Regions from separate parts of the Sus scrofa genome. Here region 2 is linked to region 1. The links are chromatin contacts, called in public Hi-C maps. All regions are on one chromosome and are shown on one strand. Each heading gives the region's core, a stretch centred on a gene start, on an enhancer-like site or on the middle of the called end of the contact. The rest is flanking DNA. Distances are from core to core; before and after follow the strand shown.

Region 1 (5,320 bases), core at 1,791-4,290:
ACCTGGCCAATGCCTTCAGTCCCTTCTGCTCTCACAGGGTGGCTAAGCCCTGGCCCTGTTTCCAGACCTGTCCAGCTCCCACCCCCACCCCACCCAGTGCCTACCCAAAAACTTCATGTCATTTGAAGGAGGAAAAGACTCTGAGTGGAGGTGGGGAAGAAGTCAGACAACATGAAGGGCAAAGACCTCCTTCTGACAGACTTATTTTAGGGCACCGGGCTGCATGCAGCTGACGCTTGGCATGACTTTGGTAGAAGTGGGGGGAGGGGCTAGAAGTATGGGGAGCTGTGTACATTGCAGGGAAATATTGGCCAGGCTGAGAACGAACAGACCTGAAATCCTGAAATGAGACAAGGAACCAGACTCAAGGAAAGTCAGGCTCCCAGCGCCCACTATAGTTTATTTGTGAACTGAATGGGGAAAGAGTGTCAGTCCAAGGGGAGATCAGGGGGTTCCTCTTCATCAGAATCAAACTCAACATTCTCATCTTTTATCCATCGACCTTGTCCATCTGGGATCCATCCAGAACTGGAAATATCAGAACAAACAGAATCGATCAGGAAAGGAAATGTGTTAAGAATTTAGTAGCGGAGTTCCCTGGTAGCTCGGTAGTTTATAGATCTGCATTGTCACTGCTGTGGCACACTTCTGCATGCTGTGGGCATGGCCTCCCGCCCCCCCCAAAAGCTAGTAGGGATAAGTAATATTTGAGGTTTGAAAAAAGGAGAGCCAGAGAGAAAAGGGACAATCTGAGGAAAGTGATTCCGTACACTCACCTTCGAAGGGTGAGATAATGATCCAGAGCCCGTCTTCTTGTGGGGCTCATAGGTGCAGGGGATGAGACAGTGGCTGATTCCTTGGTTTGTGATGCAGCCGCAGGCTCAAGTTCCCTACTGATCCTCTCACTTTGGGATTCAACCTCTGGGGGTGAAAAAGCGGAACGAGAGACAGAGGGACGAGGGGCTTCTGGTCTGGGTAGAGAAGAATCAAAGTCTGTAAAAGCAGTAAAGGAAAGGACCAAATCTCCTGTAACTCCCAACCCCTTAAAGCAGTGCTTCCTAAACTGTATTCCTCAAGATATTAACAGGTGTTCTGCATAAAAAGGATTTTGGAATCAAATGAACTTAAGGAAAGCCTAAGTTAGTTTTTTCAGCTTTTTTTTTTTTAAGACTGTGTAGAACCCTGAAAATATACTGTTACTATTCTTTTTTTTGGTCTTTTTAGCGCTGCACTGTGGCATATGGAGGCTCCCAGGCTAGGGGTGAATGCAAGCTACAGCTGCCAGCCCTTACCACAGCCACAGTAACATGGGATCCGAGCTGTGTCTGCAACCTACACCACAGCTCACAGCAACACTGGATCCTTAACCCACCAAGCAAGGCCAGGGATCAAACCCTCATCTTCATGGATGCTGGTCGGGTTTGTTCACCGCTGAGCCATGATGGGAACTCGTAATATTACTATGCGTCAAACAGGATTACAAAATCCTATTTCCCAAACAAAATTCTTTTTTCCTGAAATTCAAGTTAGCATTTCCAGAACACTAGTATTCCTCAGAATCCAATTTGGAAAACAGTACTTTAGAGCGATCGATCTCCTGTTCCTCCCTACTTCTGGATTACCCACCCCACAGACCTGTTCTTTCGGCGGCAGCAACTGTTATAGTGAGGAGCTCTGTGCAGAGCACTCTGGGTAATAAGTCGAGTCTGGGTTAACAGAGGAGCCTGGCATGGAGATGGGAGACAAAGTCAGAACCTTCAGAGCTAGAAAGAATCCAGAGCCTTCAAGCCTAAGGTGTGCAGCCTGGAACACACCCTCCCCTCTCTGATTACCTCTGCTTTGGTCTCTTCTCTCCTCAATTCATTCTGTTGTCTTGGATTTGGCTCCAGGCCCTTTCCTGGGTGCTTCTTGCCATAGAAAAGCTGCAGGCCTCAGGAGAAAGGGAAAGAGAATTAAAAGGAGGGCACCCAGAGTGAATAAACCCTTTAAGGGTTTATTCTCTATGCTCTGTCTTCCCACAAACTTACTGGACAGATGTTTCTTGCCTGCACGGTGGGCAGTCAACATGGCCAGGGTGTCCAGTACCGGTCGGTGAGGACAGATGGCACAAGCAAAGCTAGAGAGGAGGAGAGAAGATAATTGGTTCCTGGGGAGTGGAGTCTCTGCCATAGGTTCCACCACAGCCTAGAACTCCTTTCCAAAGCCCAAATCCCAAGTCTCCCAGTCTCCACCACCAACATCCCTGTTACTCACTCCCCGCCAAAGATTCCTTGTTCTTTCCAATCTGCTTAATAACAAAAGTTTGTTGAGCCTCTAACCGCAGAACCCCCAGGCTTGATCCACTCCTAGTCCTCACCGTCCATCCCGTAGCATCAACGCCTCATCCTCTGGGATGTAACTCGCCAGCAGGTCCCCGACTCTCCGTTTCTGCAGGGAACAAGGGAAGAAATGAGGACGGGGTCAGCTGGATATGAGGGAGGAACAAAAAGGAAATGACAAGGACGAGGACTCAAAGGGAATAAAGGCCACAAGAAGGGTAGAGATCTGGGCTGAAGAAGGGGTGTCGGCCCAGTTCCAATCGTCTGGCTTCCTCCGCCCCCCTCCCCCGAGTTGTTGCCACAGCAACAAAACAGCTCCCTCACAGCCTTCAGACGGCAACTGAAGCTGCTCCAGATGCTCTCCTCTCGCGCTTACTTTGAGCACATTGAGTTGACTCCAATCGTCCCCTTCCCTCTTGAAAGACATCACGACTGTGAGAGCCCCAGAAATATAAGTTTTATCGCGCCGCGTTCGCCACTCCTTTCAGGCCACCGTAGCAAGAGTGGGACGTCTCCTTTCTTTCCTGTCTCTTTCCGGTTGGCCCCCTTACTTCCGGGATGCGCTTCCACGCATGCGCCGCGCGATCCCGAAAACCCGCCTCTAGCCCATAGAGGGGACTGCATTTCCTATGGTGCTCTGCGACCCCGCCGGCGCGGAGCCTTTTGGGAAATGAAGTCTTTTTTCAAAGAGCTTGCCGCCCTGCCCGATTCAGGCCCTTGCATCTTGGCAGATTAGAGGCGTTTGGAGAAAGAGGAACCTAGCTGTGGATCCCGAGTTTGAGAGTGTGACTGATTTGATGCGGAGCGTACCTTTGAGGATCTCTCAGGGGAAAGTGTGCTACAGATTCTCGCGGTCATCACGCCCTTCGCCTGAGGCCACAGCCCACCTGGAGTGGGCCTGATTAGTTCCCGACCCTAGCGACCAAGCCCGGGACGCGCGGAATCGGGGTTGGGGGCTGGGAGGTCTGGCGGACCGACCTGGGGGCAAACTCTGTAGTGTAGAGGAGGGTGTCTAGTGGTCAAAGGTCAGAGGTCAATGTCGCGAGTTGTGGGGGATCGAAAGTCGGAGGGGTACTAAGGAGAAACTCAGGTAGGGACTGAACAGTCAGGTTACAGGTTTGTGGGAAAAGGCCTTGGAAGGCGGGGAAGCCAGGAGTCAGAGGTCGCCTAGTGGGGGGAAGGCGGAGAGACTTAGGAGAGAACACAGAAAGGGAAAGGAATCCTCCAGATTTTCATTCCCAGACCCCGGGCCTGTCACTATCGGTCACTTGGCCGGGCCTCCCGCAGTTGCAACTCCAGTTGTCCGCAGGGTGAGGAGATGGCCTCTCCCTCTAGACAGGCCCCCCTCGGGGGGTCAGGACTGCTTCAAGGGAGCCGGGCTCGTTCTTATGGAAGCCTTGTGCAGTCTGCCTGCTCCCCGGTGAGGGAAAGACGCCTGGAGCATCAGTTGGCGCCCGGAGACACCCTGGCTGGACTAGCACTCAAATACGGGGTGACGGTGAGTCTTCCAGGATTGGGACGCAGACACTCAGAAAAGATTTATTCCTCATGAGGATATAGTGGCCCTCTGGGCAACTTCACCTGAAATTTTCCTAATTGTGTCTAAATTAGTTAATTGTGATAAATTAATTGACAAGGGTCCCATCTCGTGTTGCACTGTCTGGTTGAGACAAATCCTGTCTCAATATCCCGGTGGAGGTGAGCAGCTCTTATTTATTATACCAGTCACTATACTAAAGACTTTACATCCATTAGCGCATCTGATCGTCACATCCCTATCAAGCATACAATTATTATACCCTTTTTATAGGTGAAGAAACTGAGACTTAGATTGGTTAACCAATTTGACCAAGGTCAAATAACTAGTAAGTGCTGGAGTGAATATTCAAACAAATCTATCTTACTCCAAAGCCCATACCCTTTTGTTTTATTTTGTTTTGGCCAGGGATTGGCCAGGAAGTTCCTGGGCTAGGTATTGAACCCTCACCACAACAGAGACACAGCAGTGATGCCACCAGACCCTCAACCCACTGAGCCACCAGGGAACTCCAAAGCCCCTACAATTAACCACATAGAAATGTTTTAAATGAGAATGTTGAAACATTTATGGGAAATAATGAAGAGCTGGTTTTTAGTTCTAAGTTCCTTAAGTGCCTGTCTCTTGTTCTTTTTTCCTCTTCAGTGCTCTGCCTCCTTTTCAGAAAGGTAGCCTTGTTGGTACAAAATAGGTACTCCCAGAGTTCCTGTCGTGGCTCAGTGGTTAACGAATCCAACTAGGAACTATGAGTTTGCGGGTTCCATCCCTGGCCTTGCTCAGTGGGTTAAGGATCTGGCTTGTCGTGAGCTGTGGTGTAGGTCGCAGATGCGGCTCAGATCCTGCATTGCTGTGGCTCTGGCGTAGGCCGGTGGCTACAGCTCCGATTAGACCCCTAGCCTGGGAACCTCCGTATGCCGCAGGTGCGGCCCTAGAAACACAAAAGACCAAAAAAAAAAACAAACAAACAAACAAAAAAACCCCCACAAAATAGGTACTCCCTATGCCAAGTATTTCAGGTCATGGACAGGGTATATTTAGTAGGTGTAAAAATACATTGCTTTAAAGTTGATAAGGTAGGAGTTCCCTGTTGATCTAATGGTTAGGACTTGGTGCTTTCACCACCAAAGATGATGAAATTTATGGCTAAGTTCAATCCTTGGTCTGGGAACTGAGATGGTACATCAAGTTGCTGCACACCTTGGCCAAAAAAAAAAGTTGATGAGGGTTTTTCTTCCATATTTCTGTAGCCACACAGTTTTTGTGCTTGGTATGTTCAAACCACTGTGGTAACCATCTTGGGAGATGGAACCATAAATAAAATGTAGAGTTGCTGCCCTCATGTAGTTTACAGTCTAGTGAGAAATGGACAGGGACACAAATAATGATTGTAGGTGACAGAATATGGTGAGTTTGTAGAGGGGTTAACAAAGAGTGGGAAATCAGGAAAGATTAATTTTTTTTTTTT
Region 2 (5,320 bases), core at 1,151-3,650, 78 kb before region 1:
GAATGCTACTCAGGTTCGTAAGCCGCTGAGCCACAACTCGAACTCCTGGATCAATATTCTCTTTTTTTTTTTTTTTTGTCTTTTTTTGCTATTTCTTGGGCCGCTCCCGCGGCATATGGACGTTCCCAGGCTAGGGGTCGAATCGGAGCTGTAGCCGCAAGCCTACGCCAGAGCCACAGCAACATGGGATCCGAGCCTCGTCTGCAACCTACACCACAGCTCACGGCAACGCCAGATCCTTAACCCACTGAGCAAGGGCAGGGACCGAACCCGCAACCTCATGGTTCCTAGTCGGATTTGTTAACCACTGCGCCGCAACGGGAACTCCCTGGATCAATATTCTTAAATGCCATTTTGTACACAGTTCCACCTCCACCAGACTCAGAACTTTTTCAGCAGTCCTCTATTGAAGGTACAAGACAGAACTCAGTGTCCTTAGCCCGACAATTGTGGACTTCCATATACATTCTCCAAAAAAAAAAAAAGAACCATCTTAAACCAACAATTAAAACAACGTCACACCAATCTATTTCCTACTCCCTAAACATACCTTGAGAATTTACACTGCAGCAGCTTTATGCTCTTCTCTCCACGTGTAATAGCTTCCCTTCCTCAACATCTAAGACCTTTCTTAAATTCTTTCTCAAGGATTCCTCAAGTGCAATGGAAACCAATATACGTACAGTGCTATACAATTTACAGAGCTCCATATTATACATTTTACCTACCTAAGCCATAAGAAAAATAGATGTTATTATTCTCATTTTTTTAAAAAAGTGAGAGATTTAATACATTCTCAAGAACATGTAGCTAGTCATGACCTAAAACAGAGGTTTTTGATTCCAAATCCTGTCCTCTTTCTACGTTTTTTTTTGTCCTTTTTTTTTTTTTTTTTTTTTTTTAGGGCTGCCCCCATGGCATATGGAGGTTCCCAGACTAGGGGCTGAACTGGAGCTGGAGCTGCCGGTCTACACCACAGCCACAGCAACACTAGATCCTTAACCCACTGAGCAAGGAGAGGGATCAAATCTGCATCCTCATGGATGCTAGTCAGATTTGTTTCCACTGAGCCATGATCGACAGCAGAGTCCCAGTTAAATTTGAATTTCAGGAGTTTCCTCTGTGGCTCAGCAGTTAATGAACCCGACTAGCATCCATGAGGACTTGGGTAGCATCCTGGCCACCCACAGTGGGTTAAGGATCTGTCACTGCCATGAGCTGTGGCGTAGGTCGAAGACGCAGCTTGGATACTGCAGTGCTGCAGCTCTGGCAGAGGCCAGGGTTACAGCTCCTACTGGACCCCTAGCCTGGGAACCTCCATATGCCGAGGGGAGGCCCTAAGAAGACAAAAGACAATAAAATAAAAAAATAAAAATAAATTTGAATTTCAGATAAACAATAACTTTTTAGTATAAGTATGTTCCACATAATATTTGAGATATACTTATATCCATTTTTAACATCAAAACATATTGCTTATTTGAAATTCAAATTTAAATGGGCAGCTTATATGCAATCTAGCAATGCTAACCTCCTGGCAGAGATACTCTTGGGTGTCTGTCCATCCAACTGGCTATTTGTTTGTGTTTGCGTACTAGTCTGTGTTTATTCTATGCTCACACTTAGAAGAAACTCCTGAAACCCTGCAAAAGTTTGTGTTCTCAGCTTCTAATCCGACTCCTAATAGCTACTCAGCCAAGTATGAGACTGATGAAGAGAGCTAGCTCACTGGATAAGAGCCCTTGTGTCAGATAATTCTGGGTTTAAATTTTAGCTCCACTACTTAATTAGCTGTGTGACTTTGTGTAAGTCATTTTAAAATTGACGAGACTCCGTATCCTCATCTGTAAAAGGGAGGGACTTTAAGTATAGTGAGGTTTAAGTGAAATAAAGTAAGTTAAACGCCTGACATTTAGAAAGCAACCTGTAAGCTGTACCTTTGAAGATGATACAGAGAAAGGCAATAGAGTTAGACACGAGTAAATGGGGACGGGGAAGGGATTTATCATCTCTTCCTAACATCCATCATTTAGAAGAGGAGGGCAGAAGACCATCAGGATGAGTCTGAGAGTCGAACTCTAGCTAAAGACGCTGGAATAGAGAAAGGCAGCAAGAATCGGCCGGTCAATGGCTGTACGCGGGCTGAGGATTAAAGGGGGACACCCGGGGCCTGTTCTCCGGGAACTAACTCCGGGGCCCGGGGATGACTCAGGGAGTCGATGCACCGCCTTCCTTCCCGGCCCGGGGCCTCAACTCGCCCATAAGGCCCCGTCCCCACCCCAGGCCTGCCCGGCCTCCGAGCTACACGCGCCCCCGACCCAGTCCCGCTGCCCCACAGGGGCCCGAAGTAGTTCCTCACCAAACCATAGTGCTTTCTAACACCATCTTGCCAGCTTTCTCCCTCCCCGACCGGTTCTCCTGGACCACCTAACAACAACTCCTCCAATTGGCCCAGCGTTCATCACCAATCATAGGTCTCTGATCGACCAACTGGTTCCGCCTCCATCCTCCGCGATGCGTTCTGGGAATTGTAGGCGCCGCCAAAATAAAAGGGATTGCAGTTTCCTTGTGGCTGAAGGGGTTAAGGATTCTTCCTCGTCACTGCAGCGGCTTGGGTGGCTGCTGTGGCGCTGGTTACATCCCTGGCCCTGGAAATCCACATGCAGCCGGCGTGGCAAAAAAGAAAAAAGACAAGTGCTATGGTTATGTCTGTTCCAGCATCATCTTTTAAAAATAATGGTGGGATGACTAGTGACTTTTCAGCTCCCCCTGTTCCCCATGGCACTTTGTTCGTCTAACTGCTAAACCCTTTTACCCCTGAATTGCATTTGTTTGTGTATCTAACGCTCCCTTTTCATTAAGAGCAGGAAAGTTGTCTTTTTTTTTTTTTTTTTTCCATTATAGCTGGTTTACATTGTTCTGTCAATTTTCCGATGTAGAGCAAGGTGACCCGTTATAGCACAATTTTGAAGCCAGGTGATGGGTACATGGGGAACTCATTATACTTTTCATTCTTCTTTTGCATACATTTTTTTTTTTTTTTTTGTCTTTTTTTGCTATTTCTTTGGGCCGCTCCCGCGGCATATGGAGGTTCCCAGGCTAGGGGTCGAATCGGAGCTGTGGCCACCGGCCTACGCCAGAGCCACAGCAACGCGGGATCCGAGCCGCGTCTGCGACCTACACAACAGCTCACAGCAACGCCGGATCCTTAACCCACTGAGCAAGGGCAGGGACCGAACCCGCAACCTCATGGTTCCTAGTCGGATTCGTTAACCACTGCGCCACGGCGGGAACTCCAGGAAAGTTGTCTTAATCACTTCTATCCCTGAGCCCACTACATAGCCTAACACATGGTAGGAATGCAGAAAAGTTTTTACAAATCAATAATTTTAACTAATCTCCCAAAGAATGGGAGATAACTTAGTCAACCATATTGGATTTTAATCAAAAATTCCATTTAAGGAGTTCCCGCTCTGGCGCAATGGGTTACGAATCCCATGCAGAGTTGCAGGTGGCTATGGAGGTGAGGAATCCATCCCCATCCCCTGGCTGCAGTGGGTTAAAAGATGCTGCATTACCCCCTGTAGCTTAGGTTGCAACTGCAGCGCAATTCAAATCCCTGGTGCAGGAAGTTCGGTATGCCTTGAGTGGCATCACTTAAAAAAAAAAATTTTTTTTTTTTTTTAAATGCTAGGAGTTCTTTTGTGTCCCAGTGGGTTAAGGATGAATCCGTTATTGGAGTTCCTTTTGTGGACCAGCGGAAACGAATCTGACTAGGAACCATGAGGTTGTGGGTTCGATTCCTGGCCTCCCTCAGTGGGTTAAGGATCCCGCCTTGACATTAGCTGTGGTGTACTCAGACCTGATGTTACTGTGGCGTATGCCGGCAGCTGTAACCCTAACCTGGGAACCTCCATATGCCGCGAGCGAGGCCCTAAAAAGAAAAAAAGAATGCAGCGTTATCAGTGCAGCGGCTTGTGTTGCTGCTGTTGTGAGGGTTAGATCCCTGGCCCGGGAACTTCCACATGCCTCCAACGGGGCCAAAAATAATAACCATTATTATAGTAATAAATAAAAATAAAAATGCTTGGAATTCTTGTCGTGGCTCAGTGGTTAACGAATCCGACTAGGAACCATGAGGTTGCCAGTTCGATCACTGGCCTTGCTCAGTGAGTTGAGGAGCCGGCATTGCCATGAGCTGCAGTGTCGGTCGCAGACTTGGCTCAGATCCCACGTTGCTGTGGCTGTGGTGTAGGCCGGTGGCTGTAGCTCCGATTCAACCCCTAGCCTGGGAACCTCCATATGCCCTGGGAGCGGCCCAAGAAATGGCAAAAAGACCAAAAATAAATAAATAAATAAATAAATAAAAGAAAATGCTTTGGCTTACATTCCTGCACATACACCAACGTAAAGGAATTCCAGGTCTCTAACTTGGAGGGGGGCAAGGATGGGGACAGAGATGTTAGATGGAGATGGTAAATTCGTCGTTACTACCTAGACGTTTTGTTTGTTTTTGTTTTGTTTCTGCTTTTTTTTTTTTTTTTTAGGGCCGCACCAGAAGCACATGGAGGTTCCTAGGCTAGGGGTCAAATCAGAGCTACAGCTGCTGGCCTACACCACAGCCACAGCAATGCTGGATCCTTAACCCACTGAGCAAGGCCAGGGATTGAACCCACCACTTCATTGGTTCCTAGTGAGATTTGTTTCTACTGCGCCACTATGGGGACTCCTGTTTTTGTTTCTTTTGTTCTTAGGGCCAAACCTATGGCATATGGAATCAAAGCCAGCCGCTCCTGGGCCTACACCACAGCCGCACAAGAAGGGATCCAAGCCACATCTGCGACCTACACCATAGCTTATGGCAATGCCGGATCCTTCACCCACTGAGGGAAGCCAGGAATCAAACTCGAGTCCTCATGGATACTTGTCGAGTTTGTAAACTGCTGAGCCACAATGGGAACTCCCAGATGTTGGTGAAGTGGTTTTTTTTGGGGGGGGTATTGTTTTTTGCTTTTTTGGGGGGTGGGTGGCAGCCACAGCTTCAACATTTGGAAGTTCCCAGGCTAGGGGTCGAATCCAGAGCTACAGCTGCCAGCCTACACCACAGCCACGCAACGCCAGATCCGAGCCACGTCTTCGACCTACACCACAGCTCATGGCCACACTGGATCCTTAACCCACCGAACAGAGCCAAGGATCAAACCTGAATCCTCATGGATATTAATCAAATTCCTTACTGCTGAGCCACAATAGAAATTCCCAAACAAAGTATTTTAAAAACAAGACAAGAATTGCATTTTTTTTGGGGGGGGGTCCATCT

What was found. Hi-C and Micro-C count contacts between places; a contact is called where the count stands out from the background.
Region 2: a contact with region 1 is called in a Hi-C map of skeletal muscle, with 8 times the contacts expected there. The contact joins the promoter of PSMD4 here to the promoter of LYSMD1 in region 1. A contact is called at or near these places in 1 of 5 promoter capture datasets (liver), 7 of 47 Hi-C or Micro-C datasets (heart right ventricle, liver, psoas muscle and 1 more) and 2 of 2 datasets of contacts at active chromatin or transcription factors (alveolar macrophages and skeletal muscle).

The regions. Positions count from the first base shown.
Region 1 is chr4:98,079,511-98,084,830 of Sscrofa11.1, forward strand. It overlaps LYSMD1 (LysM domain containing 1), which reads left to right and starts at 3,041. Exons shown (of 3, transcript NM_001243501.1): 1 at 3,041-3,816. The coding sequence starts at 3,637. SCNM1 (sodium channel modifier 1) reads right to left here and starts at 2,864. Exons shown (of 7, transcript XM_001929657.4): 1 at 2,695-2,864; 2 at 2,357-2,427; 3 at 2,028-2,116; 4 at 1,833-1,930; 5 at 1,636-1,724; 6 at 777-971; 7 at 334-528. The coding sequence starts at 2,745. The coding sequence ends at 429.
Region 2 is chr4:98,002,244-98,007,563 of Sscrofa11.1, forward strand. It overlaps PSMD4 (proteasome 26S subunit, non-ATPase 4), which reads right to left and starts at 2,401. Exons shown (of 10, transcript NM_001044535.1): 1 at 2,360-2,401. The coding sequence starts at 2,385.